Linked DNA regions of Pan troglodytes: region 1 is linked to region 2. A link is a contact called in public Hi-C data. All regions are on one chromosome and are shown on one strand. Each heading gives the region's core, a stretch centred on a gene start, on an enhancer-like site or on the middle of the called end of the contact. The rest is flanking DNA. Distances are from core to core; before and after follow the strand shown.

What was found. Hi-C and Micro-C count contacts between places; a contact is called where the count stands out from the background.
Region 1: a Hi-C map of stem cell-derived neural progenitor cells shows a contact between it and region 2, with 2.0 times the contacts expected there. The contact joins the promoter of TMEM255A here to the enhancer-like site in region 2. A contact is called at or near these places in 2 of 7 Hi-C or Micro-C datasets (induced pluripotent stem cells and stem cell-derived neural progenitor cells) and 1 of 1 datasets of contacts at active chromatin or transcription factors (stem cell-derived excitatory neurons).

The regions. Positions count from the first base shown.
Region 1 is chrX:117,918,532-117,925,296 of NHGRI_mPanTro3-v2.0_pri, reverse strand. It overlaps TMEM255A (transmembrane protein 255A), which reads left to right and starts at 2,034. Exons shown (of 9, transcript XM_016943731.3): 1 at 2,034-2,321. The coding sequence starts at 2,264.
Region 2 is chrX:117,873,212-117,880,156 of NHGRI_mPanTro3-v2.0_pri, reverse strand. All of the region lies in intron 8 of TMEM255A (transmembrane protein 255A), which reads left to right. Among named protein-coding and RNA genes, the nearest start is that of ZBTB33, 14 kb to the right of the region's middle. Within about 2 kb of position 4,971, at least 7 of the 24 cell types and tissues checked have an H3K27ac peak or open chromatin away from gene starts, as enhancers often do. A contact at or near this core is called in stem cell-derived neural progenitor cells, where this site is marked.

The sequences.
Region 1 (6,765 bases), core at 785-3,284, 48 kb before region 2:
ATAGTCTTTAGAGCCTGTATAAAAACCTCTTTTCTTTCAGGCTACTTTCACAGAAACCAAATATGTTAATTAGCAAGCACTCCTGAGAAATCAGTGCTGGTTGCAGGAGTCCTCCACATTAAGTATGAGATATTTAGAATGAGAGGAGAAAGAGATAAGTAAACAGGACTCAAAGACAATCATTGCAGAAGTATAAATACAGGATTTCTCTCTGCCTTTGTGGAGCTTATAGAGACCCTGACACAAGCTAAGCAGGCTTAAGACACACACATCTACAGTAGTAGGCATCTTGTCTCTATCTAGGACATATATCACAGATTTTTAAACCACATGTATAGTGTAGGGTTGCTAATAATACCTGACACAGCATTCAACGTGGCCCCTGGGGTGCCCAAGTTCTTTACAAAGGGCTTCCTTTTTAATCTTCAAGAAACATATTTTCTTCCTTCAGAAGATGGGAAAGGGCAAGGGCCTTCAGTCCCATTTCCTGGATAAGAAAAACAAAGCTTTACAGTAGATTAGCAAGGCAGATCTGGAAAGAGCCAAGTACTCTTCTTCATCCCATTGACTCTTAGAATAGTTTTATACTTGATTTGGTTTGGGTTTTTCGGGGAACATGGAGAAAGGATTGCAGCAACCATCAGAAGGAGGCGGTTGGAAGGAGACCTGGCAAGCAGAGCCTGGGAGCTCCTCAATAGGACAGTATGGGCACCTCCAAATAGGTATATTCTCTTAGCTATGTTAGGCTTCCAGGGCTGTTTCCAGAGGGAGGTGGAGTCCACTGTTACCCGCTTCCTCACCCTCCACCTCCCCTGGCCACCAGATAGATGTCTTGGGGGCACTCCAAGAAGGCCTCATCCTGATCTGCAGTTGTTTTGAGAACATTCAAACCACCTTTTGGTCCAACCACAAGGTGCTTCAAGCCCAATATCCTAATGGGGTCCAAAAGGATAGGTTCGAGAAGGATTTGGCTGTCTTCCAAGATCAATGACATTCCCACCTCATCCCCAGTTTCCCTTAGTAATCCACAGTGGATCTGTCAGCCATGACTTTACTTTCACTCTTTCCAAAGCTACTTGCATTTTCATCTTGCTGCATCTTTTGGAGCTAATGAATTCCTTAGGTTTTCCATTTGCTATAGAGAATAATAGTTCTTTTCAGTCGCCATAGCAAGAACACTCACCTTGGAGTCCAACAGATCTAGGTTCTAGCTCTCACTTCTGCCACTTACTAGCTGAGTGGGCACAGGACATTTTCTTCCCTTCTCTGAGATTCAGTTTCCTCCTCTGCATAATGGGGTTATTGATAACTCCTCTTCCTCCCTTGCATGGCTGCTATGATGATAAAATGAGATCCTTGTTATAAAAGCACTTGAACAGTACAAACTGGGGTTCTGGTGCAGAGTCATACTTTAGCTGAATTTTCTAGCTAAAGATTGGGGGCTGTTGGTTCTGGAATTCTCAGGTCTGGTGAATAAGGCTGTGCTCCTTCTCTCTGTCTCTGCATAATTTTATACACTCTGGTCACATCACTTCCCAGCCTTCATCGTTCTAGACTAAAGAGTCTGCGTTTGTTTAATCTATCTTCATATGTCAGCCACCACCCTCCCCCCGCCCCACACACACCATCCCTTTGATTATAGAGTGGCCCTTCTCTGGATCATCTCCAGCTCCATTATGTCATTCTGGAAGCACTAAGACCAGACCTGCTCAAGTGTGTGTGTGTGTGTGTGTGTGTGTGTGTGTGTGTGTGTGTGTGTGTGTGTTCCTCAGCTCTGAACCTCTGACTCTGACCCCCTCCCCAGTTATAAATCCTAGAACAGGATAATTACCCAAGACCCTGTCCAACTATAGAGAAGGTTGGTTGGCTTCATACTGAAGCCTCCCCCTCTTTCTCTGCGCAGCCCTGGCCCCAAGGGGCTAAAACTGCTCCCTGTCTGGCTTGGAAGGCTGGGAGGTGGATAACTAGGATGGGGAGACTGAGGGGGAGGGAGGAGGGGGGGTCTTGCGCAAGCGCACGCGGCTGCACGGACCGCCAATGCTGCCGCCTCCCAGAGCAGAGGGAGGCAGAACAGGAGGGAGGGAGAAGAGTGGAAGGGAGGGGGAGGCGGCACTTGGGCTGCAGCTCGCAACCAGAGGCAGTGTCTCTCAGCTCTCGGAAGGACCGAGAGAGGCAACCGCGGAGTAGGATGCTCTGCGGGGCGCCCAGAGCCGGGGGCGCTTGAAGCAGCTTCGGGGACTGGGGCAACCGGGCAGTTTTCACCATGCATCAGTCCCTGACTCAGCAGCGGTCCAGCGACATGTCCCTGCCCGATTCCATGGGTAAGTCTAGCGGCCCTTCCTTCGGGCGGCGGCAGCAGGGGTTGAGTGCGCTGGCCTCTGGACTGTGAACGCCCCAGGTGCCCCAAAAGCCAGAGAGCGGGAAACGGGGCATGGATGGGGTGGTCTTCGCGCCCCAGCGTCTGGGTGGTGGACCAGAGTCCCAGGGGAGCGGCCTGGCTGCAGCGGGAGCGACGTGCGGAGATCGGAGCGCCAACCTTGCGTCGGAGTATCTCTGCCCCGGAGTGCGGGTGTGTGCCTGTTTGTGTGCGTGTGTCTACAGACTTGCAGTCGGTGGTAAATCCCAGCAATCTGAGGATCAAAACACTTCCCTGCAACCTGCGCCTTCGCTTTCCATTCGACACTCCCTCTTTGCAAAGTCCTGGTCACTTCTAAGAGCTCACGACTAACGACAATTAGAAGCAGGGTCCTCGCCCCCTCCCAACTCTCTTGAAGCTGCCCTGAAATTTAGAGATGCAGTTGGGTGGGGGCCTGACTTGCACCTCGCTGATTGGGGGGGGGGCGGGTTGCGCAACTCTGGGGGATGGGCGGGGGTGAGAAGAAAGGGGGGGATGAGGGGAGGGGAATTCCTGAGGAATCACTCAAGACAGCCCAGCCCTGCCCTCTGCAGCGGCGGGATCAACATTCTTTGAATTTGATTGTTACTCTGCTCCAAATGCACGGAATGTGCATGAGTGTGAAAAGGGAGTCAGGGGCAGGAGTGAGAGCGCGAGAAAGAAACATCCAGCGCGAGCCCGCGCATCTTCTGAAGTCGCGCTTTTCCTCGCAGGGCGGAATGGAGGGGGAGGGGCACCCTTCGACTCCTTTCCTTATAGAAACTGGGGGACAGCTACCTTCGGGCACCAACTTGGCTGCCCCTCGAAGCTGCTTTTTGGTAGTTACAAAAACAAACAAACCCAGTCCCCCTCAGCTGTTAGGCACCTTCCCAAGCCCTGTGATTTCACTGGGCGGAGAAATTAATTTGGAGCCCTGGAGAGCGGGAAGGGATTGTAAAATCATGATCCCACCTAATCTTTTAAAATTCGCCTCGGATACACTTCAATCAAATCGAATTCTCTCTTTCCAACATACTTTACATTCTGCAAAATCCCTCTGTCCCGCAGTTCCTGCCATCAGTCTGCTCAGGTCTTCTCCGATGAATTTGCGGGAACATCTCGAGTGGAGGGGGCAGGGAGAAGATCGAACCCCCTATATAATCTCCCTACTGCCCGCAGAAGACTCAATGTCAACAAAACTCGTTCACCGGAGGGGCCCCAGAAAGTGTTATCTCCTGGATGGTGGAAAGATCCGTATCCTCAATGGTTTTGCATATTCAGTATAAGAATTTACTTTTTCATTTTTAAGGGCGTAGTTATTTACAACGGGGTACAAATGAGGCCAAGGACTTGGTCCGAATCCAGAGCCCAGCAGTACCAGACTCCCCCTTACTCCCAGCTCGCGCGCGCGCACTCTTTCTCCAACACACACACCACGCGCACACACATACAGAGGGAGAGGGAGAGAGAGAGAAAGAGAGAGCGCGAGAGCGAGCGACAGCGAGAGCGAGAGAGAGAGTGACAGAGAGGTGGGAATGCACTGCTTACCTTGGCCAGCTGTGGCGCCAACAACGCAGCCCTGGCTCCCCGACGCCAAGCTGTTGCGCTTCGCGAGGGAGGGCAGAGTGGAAGAGTGCTAGGGTTCCGCAGCGTCCATTCTCGCTGCGGACGACAACCACCTAACCACCTGCAAATCAAGCCACAGCGCCCCGGGCCCGTCTGCCTTCGGGGAGTGGGCTGGTTGGTGGCCCAGGGCTTAAAGAGTCGCTACTTGGCGCACTGCTCTGTGGGTTGGGGAACAAGATGAAGAGCTTTCTTTCTTGGGCTCCCAGGGGCCCTCAGCGATCTTGTGTTTCTCGAAAGGTCTGCGCAACAAACAGCTGAGTGGGCTTCGCCCAGCCCAGTCTCCACACTGCGGGAAAGGAATCATAAATCCCAGATAGAAGCGGAGCCGGCGCCACGCATTCCACTTTTTGAAGTCCGCAGAGCGACGGCACTAGCAAATTCCTGAGTCGAGTGCTAACGCTGGGTTTCCACAGTTTGGACAGGGGAGTCTCCCCGGAGTTCCCTGGCCCTGGTCCCGCACAGTCCGGGCCTGAATCAGCGTCTAGGCTACTTAGGAGCTACTCCCACTTAGCTCTGGCAACACCACCTTCCCTTGCGTGGGGGGAAGAGGACAGTGGGTAGGTAGGTTAGTGTTTCAGCCTCCAAGGGCAGCATTTCTGAGAGGACTCCCTTTATTGTCAAGACACAACCGCAACCAAAACAATAAAATTTAAAACACGCAGACACACTGCACCAAGGTGCCTGCACTCTACGCTTGCTGGCTGCCTGGGAATAGAGCAGTTCGTCCAAGGCTCAGAGTGGAGCAGGCGCTTTGCAATTAAGAAGATGGTAATTTGACTCCAGCGTCCCTCCATCCCCTCCCAGCAACCCCCTTCTCCCTTTTGGCAACACCGCCCCCAGGCGCAAAGGCACCTCTACTACAGTAGGGCATTCCTTCCTCCCAAATAACACATTTGTAATTCGCGGGCGGCCTCGGATGTTCTCCATTCAGAGAACTGTCTAAAGTGGGGAGGGATGGATTTCAGCGCCTTTAAGGAAATGTTTGGGAGATTGGCAGGGTCTTGAGGCCCTTGTGTGGGCAGCCACCTGTTTCTAGGGATACTCAAGGCTGGGATATCCGGGGACCCACCCTGTGTGGCAAAGCTGACTCAGGTAAGCAAATCCTAATCGGTTCAAAAGATCAACCCAGAGAACTAGCCAGGCATCAACAACACCGTGTACAGGACAGGATACTGGGTTCCCAACTTTTCTGTGCCCAATAAAGATTATACACCTTATCTACTCTCTTGGGAGAGGATAATCAAGAACGTGTGCAAGGTAAAACAAAGTAACAGAGACAGCATCCTACCTTCTAGCAACTCACATCTTGGTTCCCTCAGATACCTAATCCTGGGACTGGCAGATATCATATGGGTTGTGGACCAGACCCACGGTTACAATTGTAATGGTACCAGTTACAATTAATATACTTATTGAGTAAGGTACCTGGGAATTTAGGGACATGAATAAGTAATTAATTTTGATCAAGAAAAACTTTTTGGAGGAGGGGAATTTTGAGCATGTTTCGAAGGAAGGGAGGCACCCAGGTTCAAAGACCGCAATGCAGATGGGGGCTCTGACCAGGGGGAATACCCGGATGAGAGAAAAGCTGGTTGTTTTTGGAAGGGTGGAGACAGCAAATAATTGGGTGCTTCTAGAGCTAAGCATCGTGGTCATCAGGAATCTGGGGTGGAGGTGGGGCACTGCAGAGAGGGAGGGCTGCAGTAGTTCTGCAGGGAGGCTGCTGAGGGGGGGCAGGCAAGGCCAATGAAAAGATTTCAGACTCTCTCACTGCTGTTGGTTGCAGAGGTGGTTGTTGTTTAAGCAGAAATATACTGGGTGCCAAGGAGACAGAGTAGTGAGAGATATTGTAGTTTTCACACTAGTTAGCCAGAAGGCTTTTAATTTGAGGGAACCCTCAGGTGTACCCTACATTAAAAAATCAATTCTATGAGACTAGCCCATATTTATTCACACAATTCCTCCCACATCCTTCTTGATTAAAAGGGAAACAATTCTGAGATGTTGCCTCTTGTTTATTCAACAAGTACCGATTGTTTATTAGGTATCAAACACTAGGTATAAATCGTAATAGGCATGATTTTCATATACCTGCTGCTTTATTTAAGTACCTCCTGGTGCCTGAGTTTTTTTACGTGTCACTTTACTAAACAAAATCAGAATAAGATGGTCCTGTGTTTACAGAAACATCTAAGGCAAGCCCCAAATTGTACCAGAATAAGAACACGGCTGTACTTCTCCCTTCTAAAATAAAACAACCACCAGGAAAATGTCCTAAGCAGACACAATAAACTGCCTTTTAGGAGCCTGGGCCACACCTTCAGAAAATGGGTATATCTTGCTCTAAGTAGATGTGAATTTTATTGAGTCGAATTGACACTAAAGATAAATTGAGGGGTGATTCTTCATTTTCAAAACGAGTCACCCTGGGGGGGGGGTTTCTTAAAACAGTCAATTCCCCAAGTGCAACTAGAAATAACTTCATGTTACACAATTATGGTCCTTATAAAATAAGTGGTGACAGGGAAGGACGCTCGTGAGGGGACAGAGATTAGATATTCGACCTGGTGATCAGAGAGTTTTCTTAGGAATCTTATCCAAAGCAAATCCTATCTGGAGTCAAGGCCCCTGTGGGGCTGTGGGATCTTTGCCTGGGTTGCTCAAGTGACTGAATTTTCAATTCAGGTTCTAAAGCAGGAAAAAAGATTTTCAAATGACACTATGTGGTTTGCTGAGTCACTTTTCTGACCTGGCTCTTCCTGCGC
Region 2 (6,945 bases), core at 3,722-6,221:
CCAGCAGCCTGTGGTTGCTAGCTTAAGGACTATGTAGGCAGGCAACGATGGCAGAGATGGGCGGGTGAAAGCTGCGCAAGAGAAGAAACAGAGAGATGGAAGAAAAAGGGAGAGAGGGAGGTAGGATCAAGGTATCCCAAATTGCCTTAAACTACACCAAGGAGAAGATAAGCTAGTTGGGAAATGGCAGCTCATTAGTACGCTACCATGGACCCCCGTGCAACAGTGGCTTTTTCCATTCCTCTGATATGGGGAGAGGCCTAATCCTGCTCCTTAACACAAGGGCATTCTGAGCCACACAAGGGTTTGAATCAAACCTGTGATGAGGAAGAAGTCCCATTCTTTTTCTCCAGGCCTCCTAACTAGGACTACACAGAGCAATACACAGAGTATTTTTATAACACCCCTCCCCCTTTTGCCCTGTTATCACGTAAGTCAGAAATAGTGTTAACAAATTTGCACTTTCCCCTTTTCCTTTTGAACTGTGACTACTAGTAGAAAACCAGACCCAAAAAAGGCACTTACTTAAAAGGAATTCATTGCATGCAGAACACTGAACTAGACACTTTGGGCAAACAAGTGAAATGGTCCTTTAGGTATGTATAACGATTATAAACCCTTGACCATAGAAGAGCAAGGTTACACTAAAATCTAGTTAATTCAAACTTTAGAGACCAAAGGAAATACCTTTTAAGGAAGGGAAACTCATAATAAATTTGCTTCTATTGATCAAGAGACCATGAATGTTCCATGGGGACATAAAAGTACAACTATCTGGGGGTACTTCCAATTAACCAGCCAGTTTGGCAATACAAAGCCCTTGGGCAACCTAATTTCAACTTCAGTTTGGCAAAATAATTGAAACTTAAAAATCTTATTAAGTTGAATAAAGTGTTGTTGTGGTTGGTTTAGATACCGTTCAGAGAGGTCTGTGGCTCCATAATGCAATAATAATACATATAGTGTGCACATGCACTTGTTCACTTTTATAAAATATAGTACTAGTTCAAAAAGGTATCCATTAACCCATTGATGCCAGAGGTTGCAAATTTTTTTGTGAAAAATCAGACCTTGGCGATGACCTTGAGCCGGAGGACATAAATAACTCCCACAAGCTTAGCGTTCCAATAATGGGACACTAGGCATAAATGGGTTAAAGCTTACAAAATATAATGATAAAATTCGTTCTAAAGCCTACTGTGTACACAGGTAGACAACTCAGGTAACTTGTTACCCAAATAGGTGGTATAGACTGGAAAACAAAAATATGTTCAAGAAGGGCATAGATAATTTCAATAGTGACCGAGGCAACAAGGAATTCTTCAAGAGAATGCAGGGATGTTGAAGCTAAAACAAGGAAGGTCATCATTCTCTTGGGGTCCCTATAATAAAAAGTCATCCTTAAATAGAGGAGCCACACATGGGTCTAGCCCAAGAGGCCTCCTCTACTTTTATATCAAAGTAAATTACATTGATTTCAGGAATTTGCACTTTATAATGAACCCTTTAAGTAGGGACAATAATACATCTGGTGATGGTTACCACAAATTATAAGATAGGAAACCTCTCTTTTGGGTATGGAGCCATCATTCCTCATTCAAATCCTACCCCAGAAATGAAAGCAAGATTGAGAATGCCAACGGTGACTTGGATTGTTGGTTTCAGTTCAATCAATGTTTACTCTGTGTTCCATGTGCCACGCATTGAGCCAGGAGCTGTGGAAATAGAAATTAAATGAGACAGTCCCTGCGTTAGTCTAGGGACTTGGGGGTGGGGGGTCAGGGGACAGTAGTGGGGACAAAAAAGTAAAGAAAACATTACCCAGAATGCTATGGAAACAGCATACCTAACCCAGAAAAGGGATCCAGATTTAGCTACCTAGTCCAAACCTATACTATGGGCTTGTAGCAGAGACTTTGGGGATTGTTAGAAGCCTCTCCTTTTTTTTTTTTTTTGAGACAGAGTCTTGCCCTGTCGCTCAGGCTGGAGTGCAATGGCACAATCTTGGCTCACTGCAACCTCCACCTCCTGGGGTCAAGCGATTCTCCTGCCTCAGCCTCCCGAGTAGCTGGGATTACAGGTGCGTGCCACCATGCCCGGCTATTTTTTTTTTATTTGTATCTTTTGTAGAGACAGGGTTTCACCATGTTGGCCAGGCTGGTCTCGAACTCCTGACCTCGTGATTCACCCGCCTCGGCCTCCCAAAGTGCTGGGATTACAGGCATGAGCCACCGTGCCTGGCCCACCCTTACTTTTTAATAACAGCTACTATTCACTGAGTACTTACTATGTACTAAGCATTGTGCTAAGTGCTTTACATATATCATCATTCAGTCATTTACCTCTTTAAGAGAAGTACTCTTGCAATTGCCATTTTTAAGATAAGATGACTGAATCATGGAGAGATTAAGTGACTTCACCAAAGTCACAGAGGTGGTAAGTGAAAGAGTAAGGATTTATATCTAGGGCTGACTGATTCCAGAGATTGGGTTGGGGGATTTTTGAAGTTGTGAATCTAGGCGGAGCACAGCTCTTTCCCCAGTTAATTTTGGGATATTTATACTTTCTACTGGATATTTATACTTTCTACTGGACTCATGGTCCTCAGAAAGGGTCTCTTTACTCTTGATCCCCACTGAAAAAGGATTCCCTTCCTTCATGCATTCCTCAGAGGGGAATTCAGGGGCTGCTTGGACACTTTTTATATGTCTCCCACTTCTTTCCCTAGGCTCAAGATGTCTTTAGTATTTCCTGTTTGAAGACTTTATAATTGTATAGCCTAAGTCTTGAGGGGGTAAGATTTTAAGTGATTTCTCTCTAGAACTTAAATTTTCATTTTAGTATTTTAGTTTAGCTTTCTTTTGCTCACCAAGTTTCATTCCCTTATAGTTTCATAGGCGAAAATACCATTCTTTACACAAGAAAGTCAGCCAGGCGCGGTGGCTCATGCCTGTAATCCCAGCATTTTGGGAGGCCAAGGCGGGCGATCACCTGAGGTCGGGAGTTCGAGACCAGCCTGACCAACACGGAGAAACCCCATCTCTACTAAAAATACAAAATTAGCTAGGCATGGTGGTGCATGCCTGTAATCACAGCTACTCAGGAGGCTGAGGCAGGAGAATCACTTGAACCCAGGAGGTGGAGGTTGTGGTGAGCCGAGATCACGCCATTGCACTCCAGCCTGGGCAACAAGAGAGAAACTCTGTATAAAAAAAAAAAAAAAAAAAAAAGGAAAGTCAAGAGGGCAAGAAACGTCTGCTTATATTCCCAGATAAATAAAAAGCAGTCAGCAAATGCACTCCAGATCTGACAATAAAACCACCTGAAGCACAGACCCACCCCCAAAAGGCCAGAGCTCCCTCATGCTCTTCTGATTGTAAAATGACCTAAGTTACAGCCAGAAAATGGACCTTTCTAGACTTTCTGAATGACTTCCCATTTTGGTTATTTCCAAGTAGGACTATTTCTGTGACTTTGGGTTTGGTGATTTCAACTTCCTTTTGACCCTGAGGCTAATAGGAGGATGAGGAAAAAAGACTTATAATGTTTTGTTTTAACCCCTCAAAGTCATACCCTTATTGGGTAGCTGTCCAGTGAGGAAGCTTGGGAAACACTTCTTGTGGTCAGACATGAGCAAGGATTTGGGTCTGATCAGCTGGCCCTGAGGAAGTTTTGAGTGCTGAGCTTAGAGAAACTGGATTCTTTCAAACACTGGGCTCCAGGGTGTCCTTGCTTCTCAGGAACTCCCCATACTCCAAAGCAGGAAGGATATAAGCTGAGACTACCTTTGCCTCCTTGCTCATCTATCCAACACTCATTTCTCTTGTCCTTTGCACTATTTCCCCACCACCCCTTCAGCTTTAGCCAAGTAGTCCAAAATCTGTAGGGTACAAAGCATCAGTTTTTACTTCTGCTGGGAAATTAAACCCAGCTATTTATAAACCCCTCAAGGTTCCCAGCAATATTTCCCAGTCTGGGCCAGTACCCCTACTTTACTCTAACCATGGAATGGTCCCTTTCCTATCCATTTGGTGACCAGCCAAGTTTAAGCTTAAAACGAAAGTCTCAACCTATGCAATTCAAAAGTGCCTCTATTTTTCCTCTTTATTAAATCACGAGGGTACACTAGGTTTCACCCTAGCCACTAAAAGTTACTCATTATAAATTGGGCCCATTTATTAAAAGGATTGCTTTGATCCTAGGAGGGTACAGTTTATGGCACAGGTTGCTGAGAGCCTTAGAAGGCTGTTGTTGCTATCACTCAACTTTTTCTTCCCCCCGCCACCCGCCCGCCACCCCGCTGTCAAGTCTTTCCTTTCTTCCCCTCCTTTCCCTTGTTCCCGACTCATCCTTTTTTTTTTCCTCTTTCTTTTACCCACTCTTCTCTCCATCTCCCTAGCCTTTGCTTCCAGGGGCAGAACAGAGAGGGAATGCACAATACCGACAGATGCTGGATTTTACCCTTGGGACACAGTGTCTTTAACTAGTAATTATCACCAGCCAGTTCCTGGGCTCTTTGTGAAGTCACTGTCCCACAAGGCTCCTGGAGAGAAGCATGCCCTGACGGAAATGCGCATTGATCTTGAAGGGTGTGGGTCAGCCATCAGGCAGGCAGGAGGCAGGCTAAGGTGGAAGAGGAAAGCCATCTGTGTCCCTGAAAGGGTGGTGGCTCCTCTTTAAGCACCATCAGCCTGTTGGCCACCCCAGCCTCTAAGAAGCCGCTCAGGAAGCTGGAGCTGACTAGGCCCCGCAGTAGGCTATTTAGATGCTCTTCGTGCTTGGTGGTGCACAAGGATTCAAAGTTCTGTTCTCCTGAGCTGCCCACAGCATTATTAAAGTCACACTCTCAGGCAGGAACCAGAATACACCAGGCCAACTCCCTGGCTGCGACAAAGCCAAATCTTTCCCAAGGTGCCTGCCTGTTGCTAGGAAACTATGCACTGGTACTATGGGCCTTTTCCCCCCGCTAAACCCCAAGGGTGTGTGGACTGCAGCCAGTTAGCTCCCTAGCTCTGCCAGGAACCCTTCAGCTTTATCCTTAAGACTCCCAGCATCCTCAAAGGGAAGTGAGAATCATGACCCCCTCCCCCCATACTTCTCAAACACAAAACTGAGAAGTGAAAACCCAAGGGCCGTTGTACCACCCCCTTTTATTATCAAAGTGTACAACTGCCACCCACAGCAGCTGCTGCCCACAGAAGCCTTTTAATGCCTCTCAGGACAGAACTGCCTTTAGCTTCACTTCAGGAAACTTGCCTCTCCCTTCTGTGGCTGGGAACACCTAAAACTGGCCTGCTGCCTCTCATGTCATCTCTGTAGTGGGATTTAGAGAGGCAGTGAGTGCCATATGCCCAGGCACAGAGATTCTTTGCCCTGGTGGGTCTTTGTTCCCCTCTCTGGTTAAGAGGAGAGAGTTCTTAGTTGAGGAAAGCAACAGAACAGGAGGGAGGGAGAGGAGGAGGAAGGGAGAGTTTGAAGGGTGCAAGATGGAAAATCAGGAAATCACTATACCGATGTTTTTAACAAAGGGTATCTTCTTGGAGGGAGGAGGAAAATTGAGTTTTTAAGAAGGAATCTAGATTGTCTTGAGTCCACTGCCTCAGGTTGTTTTGCCTTTAAGGGCTCTCCAGGTTCTACGACCCTGCCATTTCTTTGGAGTGAAATAATGGATGGGATTTGGGAGGCAGGGGATGATGGCAGCTAGCATCTCTTCTCAGTCTTAACATTATGTGGTAAGGAAGATTTTTCTGTGTCTCAAGCAAGGCTTAGAAATCTGGACATAGGTTTTATTTATTTATTTATTTATTTTCGAGACGGAGTCTCACTCTGTCACCCAAGCTGGAGTGCAGTGGCGTGATCTGAGCTCACTGGAACCTCTGCCTCCCAGGTTCAAGCGATTCTCGCGACTCAGCCTCCTGAGTAGCCGGGATTACAGGCACCCACCACCACTCCCAGCTAATTTTTGTATTTTTAGTAGAGATGGGGTTTCGCCATGTTGGCCAGGCTGGTCTCAAACTCCTGACCTCAGGTGCTCCACCACCTCAGCCTCCTACAGTGCTGGGATTACAGGCGTTAGCCACCGCGCCCAGCCTAGATTTTATTTTTTAAAAGCATGCCAAGTTCATCTACTATGCTCCTGAAGTTGTATTCACTCATTCAAGATTTATTGAGCACCTATTACTTGGCAAGTACTGTTCTGAGCTCTGGAGGATACAGCAACAAACACAACAGGCCAACTCTCCTTCAGCAGGGAAATCACTAGAGTCAAGGATATACATGGGCCAGGGAGAGAAAGGGGCAAATGACTCCTGCCAATTCACTGCATATTTTAAAAAATTCATTTCCATTCCTTTCCCAAAGACTAACAACCTTTCCCAAAGTAAGACAACACAAAGTAAAACTGAATACTCAGTGTCTCTGCAACCTGACATATTGCTCCTCATTCTTACCTCCATGCCTTTGTTACTCTTTGCTCTCCAACCTACTCTGCACTTGGGGATGAGGGGGCAGCAGTTAAGGTGGAGTAGAAAATGTTGGACTTGGAGTCAGAAGACTCCAGATCCAAGCAAGCTATTTAACCTCTCTGACCTTAGTTTCTTGTCTATGAGAGGGGCTCCTGACCACTGTACTACCTCTCTGTGATATACTCTTTTAGCAAAGACTTTCCCAGGGATCACTGGCTTAATATCATTAAATGTTCTCAAAGCCAAAAATTACCTTTTGAAGACTAGTTGGGACATTGTTGCCATAGCTTAAGGGAGAGGTATTGGAGGCTTGAGTTATAAATGTAAAAAAGGTAGTGATGGATTCAAGAGACAACACAGAAGTAGAAGCAACAGGATTTGGCAATTGATTGGATGTGGGCTGCAAGGCGTTGCAGAGGAGGATTCCCTATTTCTGCAGGTGGCTTGTAGCCTGAGTGACTGAGAGAACCACCTGTTCCAG